Linked DNA regions of Salmo salar: region 2 is linked to region 1. The links are chromatin contacts, called in public Hi-C maps. All regions are on one chromosome and are shown on one strand. Each heading gives the region's core, a stretch centred on a gene start, on an enhancer-like site or on the middle of the called end of the contact. The rest is flanking DNA. Distances are from core to core; before and after follow the strand shown.

Region 1 (5,933 bases), core at 3,008-5,507:
AGACCTCATTGTTTCAGAGGCACCGGTTACAGCCACGGGACATGTGCCTGAGGGCAATAATGTTTGTGTGTGTGTGTGTGTGTGTGTGTGTGTGTGTGTGTGTGTGTGTGTGTGTGTGTGTGTGTGTGTGTGTGTGTGTGTGTGTGTGTGTGTGTGTGTGTGTGTGTGTGTGTGTGTGTGTGTGTGTGTGTGTGTGTGTGTGTGTGTGCATCGTTCTGAGGAACTTTATAATGCTTTCGATGATACTGCAGCAGGACAACAGGCATGGAAATGGTCTCCAGTGCCTCTGTGTGCTTCAGGAAGTGGCCTGTTTGATGACTGTGTACAATGTGTTGTGAATGGAGTGGACAGGCCTTCAATGGACATGCTGTGTTCTATCTAAACCATTACACAGCGAAGAAGACATTCAAGGGGCTTGTCTCAGGATCAGTTACAATGAGCTTAATGAGTAACAGTAAAGGCCATAGTATCATCATTTGATGTGGTTATGTATAATAAATATGAGTTTACAACTTAACATATTTTAGACCGTGTGTTAACAAGTATGATCATCTGCTTTGTTCTTGGGCCATCATGTTTCAGTGACTAAGTCAGAGTACAAAAAAACTTGATCTGTGGGAATACCCTCAGGGGTCCTTGGATGAATGTCAAAATATGAGACTCTTGCAGGTACTCGTACCAGCAGCTTTGACATCACCTTCTAGGAATACTGTACCAACGGGTGCTAGATAAACCAGAGGAAAGACACTGTTCTAACATGCCTTTTGGGGTGAAGAGGACAGGTTCTTTCTCTTGGTGTTTTTTCACCAGAGATAGTTTAAGGGGTTTTAGTAGCAGTGCTGGTTAACGTTTTTAAAATGTTATGTTGGATAACGTTTTGCTTTTTTATGTATCATGTATTTATGCATGTGAGTCCTATTGACGTATAGGTACGGTATCTCTTACAAGGCAGCCCTTGAGCAGTATGACAATATTACTCCTAGAAGACCAGCCATGATTTAAAGACAGTTAGTTTAGGGCCATGGGAGCTGATCTCCCTTGGGAATGGCTTTCTAAAGATTACAGAGAGGAGGTCTCCATGGGGAGTCCCAAGCCACAGCTGATATGATATGGCCATGAGCTACCAGAGACTGTAAGCCACTCTTGTTCTAGCTGATAATCCACTTAACTCTATATATGTACAGCGCACACACACACACACACACACGCACACACACGCACACACACACACACACACACACACACACACACACACACACACACACACACACACACACACACACACACACACACACACACACACACACACACACACACACACACACACACACACACAGGACCAGGGCCCAGGCCAAAGAAAGTATAGGCTGTATTAGACACACTCACTTTCATTGAGGAGTTGTGTTACCTCGCTCCTAGAGACTGACTCGTGTTTACCAAAAGAGGATGAGTTCACTGGATGTCTCATGATGGCTGTTGTGGTAGAGGTGGTCTGCTTATTTATAGACATTCACTCTTGAGATAATATCTAGAATCAAATCAATCATTTTGTGTTTGAATAATTAGGGCTCTCGAAATGACTGGAATACCCTATGTGAGGACTTTGGCCAGCAAGGCTATGTCCCTAATACTTACGTTACACTTACCTTTGTAACTACCATGTGATTGTATTGGGTTTTAGCTTCAGATAATGTAGGGTGATCCTATTGTTGTTCTATTGATGCACATGCAGTCTAACATAGGCTACATAAGTAGCATCTGATGTTATTCTGTTTTTATAATGCATGGTGACCATAGTCTCATACAGATGAAACCATTAGCACCCATAGGCTTCTTCATTTCCCCCTCACTTTGTTTTTTTGCTTCTGAACTACCAATGGACTGCCGTAGACTGTTGATAATGAATGGACTTTTCATTTTAGTAGCCTAAATCATTTTGTAATTGTTTAAGGGGTTGCTGAAGTATACAGCTCAAATAGGGGATGGGGGCGGGGTATGTTGTCCTCAGGTCTCCCCACTGGAAGCCCGAGGTAGGGGGGGCAGGGGAATCTATCAAATAGCTCATCTCTAACTTTGTACAGTACTAATGCAATTAGTAAAATCAGTCATACTACGAAATGCTACCAAATAAACCACAATTCATTCATAATACTGTGAATATATAGTTTCACAGACATATTGTATTTTTTTCTGGTTTGTGTGAAATCGGTAAGAATAATATACACTGCTCAAAAAAATAAAGGGAACACTTAAACAACACAATGTAACTCCAAGTCAATCACACTTCTGTGAAATCAAACTGTCCACTTAGGAAGCAACACAACGCTGTTGTGCAAATGGAATAGACAACAGGTGGAAATTATAGGCAATTAGCAAGACACCCCCAATAAAGGAGTGGTTCTGCAGGTGGGAACCACAGACCAGTTCTCAGTTCCTATGCTTCCTGGCTGATGTTTTGGTCACTTTTGAATGCTGGCGGTGCTTTCACTCTAGTGGTAGCATGAGACGGAGTCTACAACCCACAAAGTGCCTCAGGTAGTGCAGCTCATCCAGGAATGCACATCAATGCGAGCTGTGGCAAGAAGGTTTGCTGTGTCTGTCAGCGTAGTGTCCATGGAGGCGCTACCAGGAGACAGGCCAGTACATCAGGAGACGTGGAGGAGGCCGTAGGAGGGCAACAACCCAGCAGCAGGACCGCTACCTCCGCCTTTGTGCAAGGAGGAGCAGGAGAAGCACTGCCAGAGCCCTGCAAAATGACCTCCAGCAGGCCACAAATGTGCATGTGTCTGCTCAAACGGTCAGAAACAGACTCCATGAGGGTGGTATGAGGGCCCGATGTCCACAGGTGGGGGTTGTGCTTACAGCCCAACACCGTGCAGGACGTTTGGCATTTGCCAGAGAACACCAAGATTGGCAAATTCGCCACTGGCGCCCTGTGCTCTTCACAGATGAAAGCAGGTTCACACTGAGCACGTGACAGACGTGACAGAGTCTGGAGACGCCGTGGAGAACGTTCTGCTGCCTGCAACATCCTCCAGCATGACCGGTTTGGCGGTGGGTCAGTCATGGTGTGGGGTGGCATTTCTTTGGGGGCAGCACAGCCCTCCATGTGCTCGCCAGAGGTAGCCTGACTGCCATTAGGTACCGAGATGAGATCCTCAGACCCCTTGTGAGACCATATGCTGGTGCGGTTGGCCCTGGGTTCCTCCTAATGCAAGACAATGCTAGACCTCATGTGGCTGGAGTGTGTCAGCAGTTCCTGCAAGAGGAAGGCATTGATGCTATGGACTGGCCCGCCCGTTTCCCAGACCTGAATCCAATTGAGCACATCTGGGACATCATGTCTCGCTCCATCCACCAACGCCACGTTGCACCACAGACTGTCCAGGAGTTGGCGGATGCTTTAGTCCAGGTCTGGGAGGAGATCCCTCAGGAGACCATCCGTCACCTCATCAGTAGCATGCCCAGGCGTTGTAGGGAAGTCATACAGGCACGTGGAGGCCACACACACTACTGAGCCTCATTTTGACTTGTTTTAATGACATTACATCAAAGTTGGATCAGCTGATAAATTGGATTTCCATTGATTATTTTTGTGTGATTTTGTTGTCAGCACATTCAACTATGTAAAGAAAAAAGTATTTAATAAGATTATTTATTTCATTCAGATCTAGGATGTGTTGTTTAAGTGTTCCCTTTATTTTTTATATTTATATAGTTTTAAATGTTATGATTATTTATTTTTGTTGTTCCATATGTCTGAATAAAAATTACAGGTTTATTTGGGTGGGGGTGGGTGGGTGGCTGAAGGGGGAGGTTCGCCCTGGGAGCCATACAAGCTGGAACCGCCACTGCATGCAGAGAATCATTTTCACTGGAATATATGAAGAGGCAGAATAAATAAACGGGTTGCATATTGTACCCTGAGAATAAAGAGTGTTTACACCATTATTGAATTACATTCACTGAGGCAACAGTGACTGTAGTGAGGCACACAGTAATTGCACCATGGTATTTTATAAGATATGCTAGAGAAATATTTTTATATGAATAGAGGCTAGAATAAATAAGTGAAAATACATCAAATTGGGCCTCGCATGAAATGTACCCTGTCTGTTTGCGTGTCACGTCGCCGGGCGCGCCGCTGAGGGAGTTCCCTTTGTGCAGAGCTCGGTTGAGAGGGGGACGGGGCCGGATTCTCCCTGTCCCTCTCCCTCCTCACACTGCTTCGCTCCATGGCTTCTGCCTCTCTCTCTCTGGGCCGAGCTGGGGGATCCGATGACGTCACGTACCAAACACTGTCTCATACTCCTCTCTCTCTCTCTACCTCTGTCTTTCGCTCTCCCCCTCTCTCAGATGTTCTATTCTGGGAAGTTGTGCCAGGAATAATAGCTTCGGCGTCTTCCTCACAAACTGAAAAAATCGTGTCGAAGAGGATGTTTTACTCCCAACTTGTCTTCATTTAGTAGCAGCATAAAGGCTTTAGAATAGTCATACGGAAGTCGATCTTTTTTTTGTGCTAATTCTTGTTTAATGTTTCACTCTTGAGTCTTGGACGCTTTTATCCGACAATTAGCGAAGTGTCAAGAGCGTTGTCATAGGTTGTAATTTATTTGGGATTTTACTGGACGTGGGTTTTTGCACGGCACCTGAAGTGTGACACGGTAAGTGACTAAATAGAAGCTGTCAGTTGGCTTCCAGTGTACAATTTAGGTGTTTTTTAACGAAAAATCTATCGTGTTTGTTCTGTTTATTACGATAGCTATGTGGGGAATACCCAGTGCTTGCATGCAGATTAGGAATGTTGCATAATATCCTAAGGAATTTGCACAGCCAATGCAGCGGGCAAACGGCTTGTAAACCTAGCTACAGTATGAAGCTGGATTCATGGCAGGAAGATTGTGTTTCTCTCTCTCTGCAGAACAGTCAAGGCCATGTACACCCCTCTGTCATTGTCACCTATCTGTATATAGTGTTGTATCTGTGTTGACTGTTGTGGTCTGTAATTCTATGTACGTCGTATGTTTCTGTGCTTGAATGTGTGTGTGTCTATGAGAGGGACGGTGGGTGGTACGCTGGCCCGTTCCGGGAATGTTCCATGACGTGTTCGCCGTCAAGATCGGGGCCCATCAAGGGGGTTCTCTGCCGCTGATCGTCTCCGTCTTTCTGGTGAAAATACAATATTAACATGGGAAAAAAAGTGACTTTATTTATGTTTCGTAAATCAGACGTGGAGCCTATTAATTAGACAGATATTACGCATGGACTGGGCATGGGTTATTTATGCATCATATTACCCAGCTTTAGCCAATGCACAGAGCTAGTGATGTTAAAAGTTTAATTTTCTCCTTTGCTTATTTATTTTGTTCAATAGTCTAAATGTTATTTCCTCTCAACCATTTGCTCAACATGCATTTCTATTATCATATTTTCCTCATAGAAAACAAATATTTCAAAGGCTTTTTATTGGAAGGTACTCAAGAGAGATCAGTTCTCTTGTGCATACAGTATCAGTCTATAAGATTATACATTTTACGTTTAACATCCCGCCTCGCTGTTCTTATGCTTGAACCAACTGAACCAATTTACCTGGTGTGCCCTCAAACTGTACATATTGTCACTCCATATTTCATTCCGTCTATCAGCACAGCAGAACTACCCATCAAAATGCAACAGGTTCTCCCATGAGACATTCATGTCAATGGATGTGCTCAAAGCCTTTGCCTCCATGGTAACATCCTATTAACATGGTACCCCAATTGAGGCCTATATCACCCGGTGGTAGATCTGAATCTGTTTATCCTACAATACCTTCATTTAGATATCCTACATTGCTTTATTGCAGATACAGCTATAACCTACAGTCCCATCATTGTAATTCACCTTTGTTGAGCATGATATGAATGGATATAATTCAGGTTAGCCACCACCAG
Region 2 (6,230 bases), core at 558-3,057, 43 kb before region 1:
AAATCCCTGTGACCGAAACAGTGGGAAAGCAGGAAACAGACATGCGTGGCAGGTAAAGCATGTTACAACAATAGCATGCCATCAGCAACACCAGCGCATAGCTTGTGCGCGGCAGCCATCAGAGAATGTGTGTGCAGAACTTGATTGACTAAATAGACAGCCATGTTAAGGTAGAGCGAGGAATCTGATTGGTGCAATATCAGCTGATGCGCTGTGGTAATAACTCGAAGTGACAATGAGAATGTAAGTATGTACAAACACTGGGGACACGGTGTCTTTCCTTACCCCCCCCTATGGTGAGTGAACCTTCAGTAGGTTAGCTGACATTGGGAGGTGAGAGCGACCCTCCCCTCAACCTCTTCTGTCACTTTGTCACGTCCTGGCCAGTAAAAGGGGTTATTTGTCATTGTAGTTGGTCAGGGCGTGGCAGGCCTCTAGTGCACCTGCCCAGCCCAGTACGTCCTGTTCCTGCTCCTCGCACTAGCCCTGGGGTGCGTGTTACTAGTCTGGCGCCTCCAAAGCCAGTCCCACGCATTAGGCCTCCAGTGCGTCTGCCCAGCCCAGTACGTCCTGTTCCTGCTCCTCGCACTAGCCCTGTGGTGCGGGTTACTATTCTGGTGCCTCCTAAGCCAGCCCCACGCATCAGGCCTCCAGTGCGCAGCCCCAGTCCAGAGCTTCCGGCGACAGTCCCCTGTCCAGAGCTCCTCAGCCCTGAGCCTCCAGAGACGCTCCCCAGCCCGGAGCCTCCAGCGACGCTCCTCAGCCAGGAGCCTCCAGCGACGCCCCACAGCCAGGGGCCTCCAGCGACGCCTCTCAGCCCAGGGCCTCCAGCGACGCTCCCCAGTCAGGAGCCTCCAGAGACGCTCCCCAGCCCGGAGCCTCCAGCGACGCTCCCCAGCCAGGAGCCTCCAGTGACGCCCCTCAGCCAGGGGCCTCCAGCGACGCCTCTCAGCCCGGGGCTTCCTGCGACGCATCTCAGCCCGGGGCCTCCAGCGATGCCACGCAGCCCAGAGTCTGCTGAACGGGCGCTACGGCCAGGACCAGAGCCACCTCCGTGGTGGGAGGATTGGGAAGGGGAGGGGGGGGTTAAGCACAGGAACTGTCGTTGACGGTGGCCACCCTCCCTTTAGGTTTGGGGTTGTTTTTGTGGGTTTTGTTTTGAGGTGCATTCGGGGTCTGCACCTTTGGGGGGGGGGTACTGTCATGTCCTGGCCAGTAAAAGGGGTTATTTGTCATTGTAGTTGGTCAGGGCATGGCAGGGGGTGTTTGTTTTGTGTGGTTGGGTATTGTGGATTTAGGTTCTAGTTTTCTTATTTCTATGTTTTTCTAGCTTTTCTAGTTCTATGTGAGTTTTGTCAATGACCTCCAATTAGAGGCAGCTGGTTGTTGCTGTCTCTAATTGGAGGCCATATTTAGTTGTGTTTGTTTTCACTGGGTTTTGTGGGTGGTTGTTTCTAGTATAGTCTATGCAGCTTACTGGACTGTTTTCGTCGTTTGTTTTGTGTTGATTAAGTGTTTTCTTTAATAAATAAGAGGATGAGCACTTTACCCGCTGCGTTTTGGTCCCCCTTCAACGACAAGCGTTACACACGTATAGATAGAGTATGAATTATTGACTGGGCTCTCAGTTCCCTTTCTAATCAGTGACAAGATGCCTGACATGCTTAAGTCACTTATTTCACCCTGTGTACTTAGTGTCATGAGCTCTCCCCCTTCTCCCCTCCCTCCCTGCCAGGCCAGCCCGTGTGTGTGCTGCCGTCAGGGCATTGTGGGATTGTGGACACCAGAGTTATTTTGCTGCAGTGGGCGGGATGGGATGCCTGTTGGCCTAGTGAAGGGCTCCCAGAGGGTATTGGGTGACAGAAATAGCGCTCCCTCCCAAGGTCGGGTGTAGAGTTCCCCCCCCCCCCACACACACACACTGCTCCCTCCCTCCAGCCGCACTCCACCACCTGCCCACCCTCCGCCAACCCACGCAACACACTCTCAGCAGCTCCCAGTCAACAAAGGGCTCACATGACCCCGTAGCCCCTCTTCCCCCGTCAGCAACGCAATCTCTAGAAAATACCTCCAGGGGTATGCTCATTCTCATTATACCACAAACACCAAGGCGTATAAGGACAACCTGTTTGGTTTGTGTCCCTGCTCCTCTCCTTTCAGCTCCTCTCAGTCTGGACAGGGTGGAAATCAATTGATATGGCCGGACGGTGCATTTTTCAACCCCCGCCCCCATGTTTGTATCCAGGATTTCAAATGACTCCGTCATGTTTTATTTTAGCCCTGTTTTATTTTACCCCCCCCCCCCCCCCACGAATCTAATGTGACAGTCCCTGTCTCTCTCTCTGACCACAAGATTGAGGAGCTCTCAGAGACCTATGATCTGGATGCCAGTACTGTCTGTGGAAAATCCCCTCTTACAAAAAAAAGCGCAAGTCACTCAAGTGGTCCAGGGCTAAAACAGGATAGGCCATGTCAAACACAAACACTGGGGAGAAAGAAAGCGAGAGGAAGAGAGGAGCAGGTCTCACTGCGCTCTGAAAACGCCAAGGAGCAGATAAGTGAGAAAGCCAAGTGTCAAGACTTCACATTCGTATTATGCGTTGAGGAGCCAACGCGCAGCGTTGAATGCGCGGATGCATCACACCTCACCTGCTGCCATCCCACCAACAGGGTTGTGAACGCATTCTCACAAATGTTTGGAAATGTACTGCTAAAGCAGACTTTGTAATTCAACCAAATAAAAAATTGTGTTTCTCTAACCGATTTACTCACGCAGTAAGCTTTACACCGGCTTTGGGAACAATGGGCAAAAAAGCAAGCTGTGAAACGGCCATCGTTCACTGAGTCGAGATGAGTAAATATTTTCCCAGTTGTCAAGGATGAGCTAGTGAGCCAGCTATGCGCCCGTTTTAATGACAGGGTTTGGACGGGGGAACTTAACTTAGTAACTTTTCCAGGCTCAATGTGGCCGGCGACTCAATCATGATATTGTACACCACTGCGCCTCAAACTGCCCTGAAATATTAGCATCCAGGAAAATTGACCTGCAATTATTGATCTTTTTTAAGTAATCCCCCAGCAGTCTGCAAACCAGAAAGACATAGCAGTGCAGAGAACACTTTTGTTTTTCTGGTGGAGAATCAATACCATTGAACACTCGTGTTCTCTCTATCTTCCCTCTCAGCCTCTCTTTTTTTCGGTGTCTCTCACTCACTCTCTCTTTCCTTCCCTCCCTGGGTTGTTGGAGAAGTTGGTTTGGTTCTCTCCGGCTAACTGAATCTGTCTCTCTCAGACACCGTGCACATCTGTTCTCCCGCTTCACACACAGCTGGCCCAAGCAGCAAGGTAGAATCAGATTATTTTCAGCAAAATTTCCCCTCAAAATGTTCTCCCGTGGTAAGCATCTTGTCATGTGTCAGTGTGCAGCGGGTAGGACGGAGTCAGGCGCAGAACACAGAACTGAGTAAAAACGTACTTTACTCGCAAATAATCACAAACTAATTCCTTTCAGGGAATAATAATCCAGCTCAACACAGAAGTGCGACCACATAACAAAGAACAAACACGCACAAAACCATGTGGGAACCAGAGGGTTAAATAGGGAATAAATTATAACATAATGGATACCAGGTGTGTACAATCAAGACAAAACACATAGAAAAAGAAACGTAGATCGGTGGTGGCTAGAAAGCCGATGACGTCGACCGCCGAACACCGCCCGAACAAGGAGAGGCACCAACTTCAGGTGGAAGTCGTGACACATCTGCATGGCAGACAGGGCTCTGAGAGCACTACATTAAAGTGTTTAACAATGAGTTGCCTCTCTGTTTTCACTTAAATAAGGTCAGTCAGGAGCTAGTCAGAGCCGTGGCTGTAAGAAAGGCCTTGGTTTCAGCTGAGTCTGCAGATGTCCACAGCCCTCATCATCTTGTAATCGCTCACTTTCTTGTCCGAAATTGAATACACATCAAACACACCCTCAAATATTGATTATGTTCTCTGACACTGGAGGAAGTGTCTCTGATGAGGGCCCTGCAGTCGGGATGGCAGGGGGAGCAGCTCTACAAGCCTCTTCAGCTCATCACCACTGTGTGCGTGTCCATGACAGGACAGGCTGAGGCTCCAGAGGCAGTGGCCAGGCCAGAGGTGATGAGAGCTGGGGTAGAAAGCCCCCCCCCCCGTGGAGGAGCTGTCAGCTGGACACCTGTCAACCATGAACACCTGTCACCTCCCTGCCTCCTTAACATGCTGGCTGAGACAGTGCTGACACTCACAGCGCCTCTTCCAGAAATACACAGCAGAGCCAAACACAGCCCCCATGTTATGTTCTCTTGTATGATAGTGGACCTCCCTCATTAGAATGGCCCCTCTGTGATCACATTAAGGAATGACTTTTATACTTTCATATCAGCTAATTAGCTCCATTTGAATAAATGGAGGTCCCATAATGATGTATATTATTTCTCAGAGTATCAGATGGATCTCGAATAGTGGCATCACACTGGTGTCTGATGGGTCTATATTAAAAAGCTTGTCTATGTGACTGACTACCATCCGGAGACATCTGCTGTTTGCATTTTCAGTTCACCTGCTATTTCTGCAAGTCTGTTGGGATGCGCAACTCTTTTAGTGTAACTGTAGCAGACAGAGAACACTCTTAAAACCTCCTGACGCCCGGTGAATTTGGCCACCTCCTTGGTTTCGTGGCCAGGCTCATCTGCACTCCGAAACCCATTTCTGGAACCCTGAACCAAACAAATTTCAGCAGATGTGAAAACGTTTGAGCAACGGCCAACGTCTCTTAAACCAAATAAGCAAGTCAAAGTTTACGGGGAGAGGCTTACTGCTGAGTAGCTAATGATGCCAGGTCATTTTCTTTCTTCTGCACTCCTCTGCTACATTCCCATCCCCTCCCTCCTTTTCCCCTCCACAATATGTTTGCGATATAAAGAACAGTTCATGGCAGCCCCACGAGGTCTCTGTGAAAAATGTTGCACCATGTTTTATACGCTCCTCGTAGTTTTATCGGCCTTCCCAGCGTTTTCGAGAGAGGCATTGTTTTCTCCAGCTTGAGAAGCTTCTCCTGATGGACATTTCAGGCCGGGTGGGTTTCTCTGTGGAGGGATGCACCTCTTGGCAGAATCTTGAAGGATATTGTCCGAGGCATGAGAAACAGTATGCAGAGGCTTCTGTTATGACGACTTACAACAGAGCAGAGTTTAAGATGTCCTGTGTTATACAAATTAAACAAGCAACAATGTCTCCCTCTTTATCCACTGAAAAAGGACTGCATTTGACTTCGCCTCAACATCTAATTCGGTAAAGCATAATCAGAGTGAAGGAAGGAAAGCTATTCTGTGACACTAGAGGAGCAGCAGAGCCGTTTGGTTCTCCCACTGGGGATTGAGTTTCTGTTTAATGTCTCCCATTAGGAAGGAAAGAGGAGGATGATTGCACTGTATGGGAGCAGAACACTGGTTTCTACTGGCATTCTTAATGTGATTATCATGTTATGACAGGCCGTCGTGGATGAATACTCCTGGCACCACTGTTAGGGCTGGCAGGGCTGCTCCGGGCTACATGGGCACGCTGGTTAGTGATGATGTGCCTAACTCTTCATGCCAGCTGGGACCATGACCTTTGACCTAACCCTGAGGACAGGACAGGCCAGTTAGCAGAGGCCAGCACTGGGATGGAGGGAAATGGGAAAGGGGGATACCTAGTCAGTTGTACAACTGAATGCCTTCAACTGAAATGTCTCTCCCGCATTTAACCCAACCCCTCTGAATCAGAGAGGAGTGGGGGGCTGCCTTAATCGACATCCACGTTTTTGGCGCCCGGGGAACAGTGGGTTAACTGCCTTGCTCAGGGGGAGAATGACAGATTTTTACCTTGTCAGCTTGGGGATTTGCCTTTCGGTTACTGGCCCAACGCTCTAATCGAAAGAAAGTTCAAGGGGGTTGTGGGGTTATAGATCACAGGCCCCTCAATACATAGATGGCACCTCTGGCCTTGTGTTGTCATCACTATAGCCTCGAGCCAATCCCAATAAGTTGTTTAGACCAGCTGTCCTTACTGGGCATTAGTCGAAATTAAACTGACCCATTCTGTTCTCTGGAAGAACACAGGGGATCTGAGTCATATAAGAACGTCTGCCTGCCTTTCCCTTATTCTTCACTTGTCTTCTCCTCCCTCTGCCATCTCAGCCCCAACTGAGCAGGTCTTACATA

What was found. Hi-C and Micro-C count contacts between places; a contact is called where the count stands out from the background.
Region 2: a Hi-C map of muscle shows a contact between it and region 1, with 2.4 times the contacts expected there. The contact joins the enhancer-like site here to the promoter of hivep2a in region 1. A contact is called at or near these places in 2 of 3 Hi-C or Micro-C datasets (gill and muscle).

Annotation. Positions count from the first base shown.
Region 1 is chrssa15:40,356,209-40,362,141 of Ssal_v3.1, reverse strand. hivep2a (HIVEP zinc finger 2a) reads left to right here and starts at 4,257. Exons shown (of 12, transcript XM_045695719.1): 1 at 4,257-4,664.
Region 2 is chrssa15:40,396,903-40,403,132 of Ssal_v3.1, reverse strand. The region is part of intron 3 of aig1 (androgen-induced 1 (H. sapiens)); the gene reads right to left. Among protein-coding and RNA genes, the nearest start is that of adat2, 23 kb to the left of the region's middle. Within about 2 kb of position 1,807, at least 4 of the 13 cell types and tissues checked have an H3K27ac peak or open chromatin away from gene starts, as enhancers often do. A contact at or near this core is called in muscle, where this site is marked.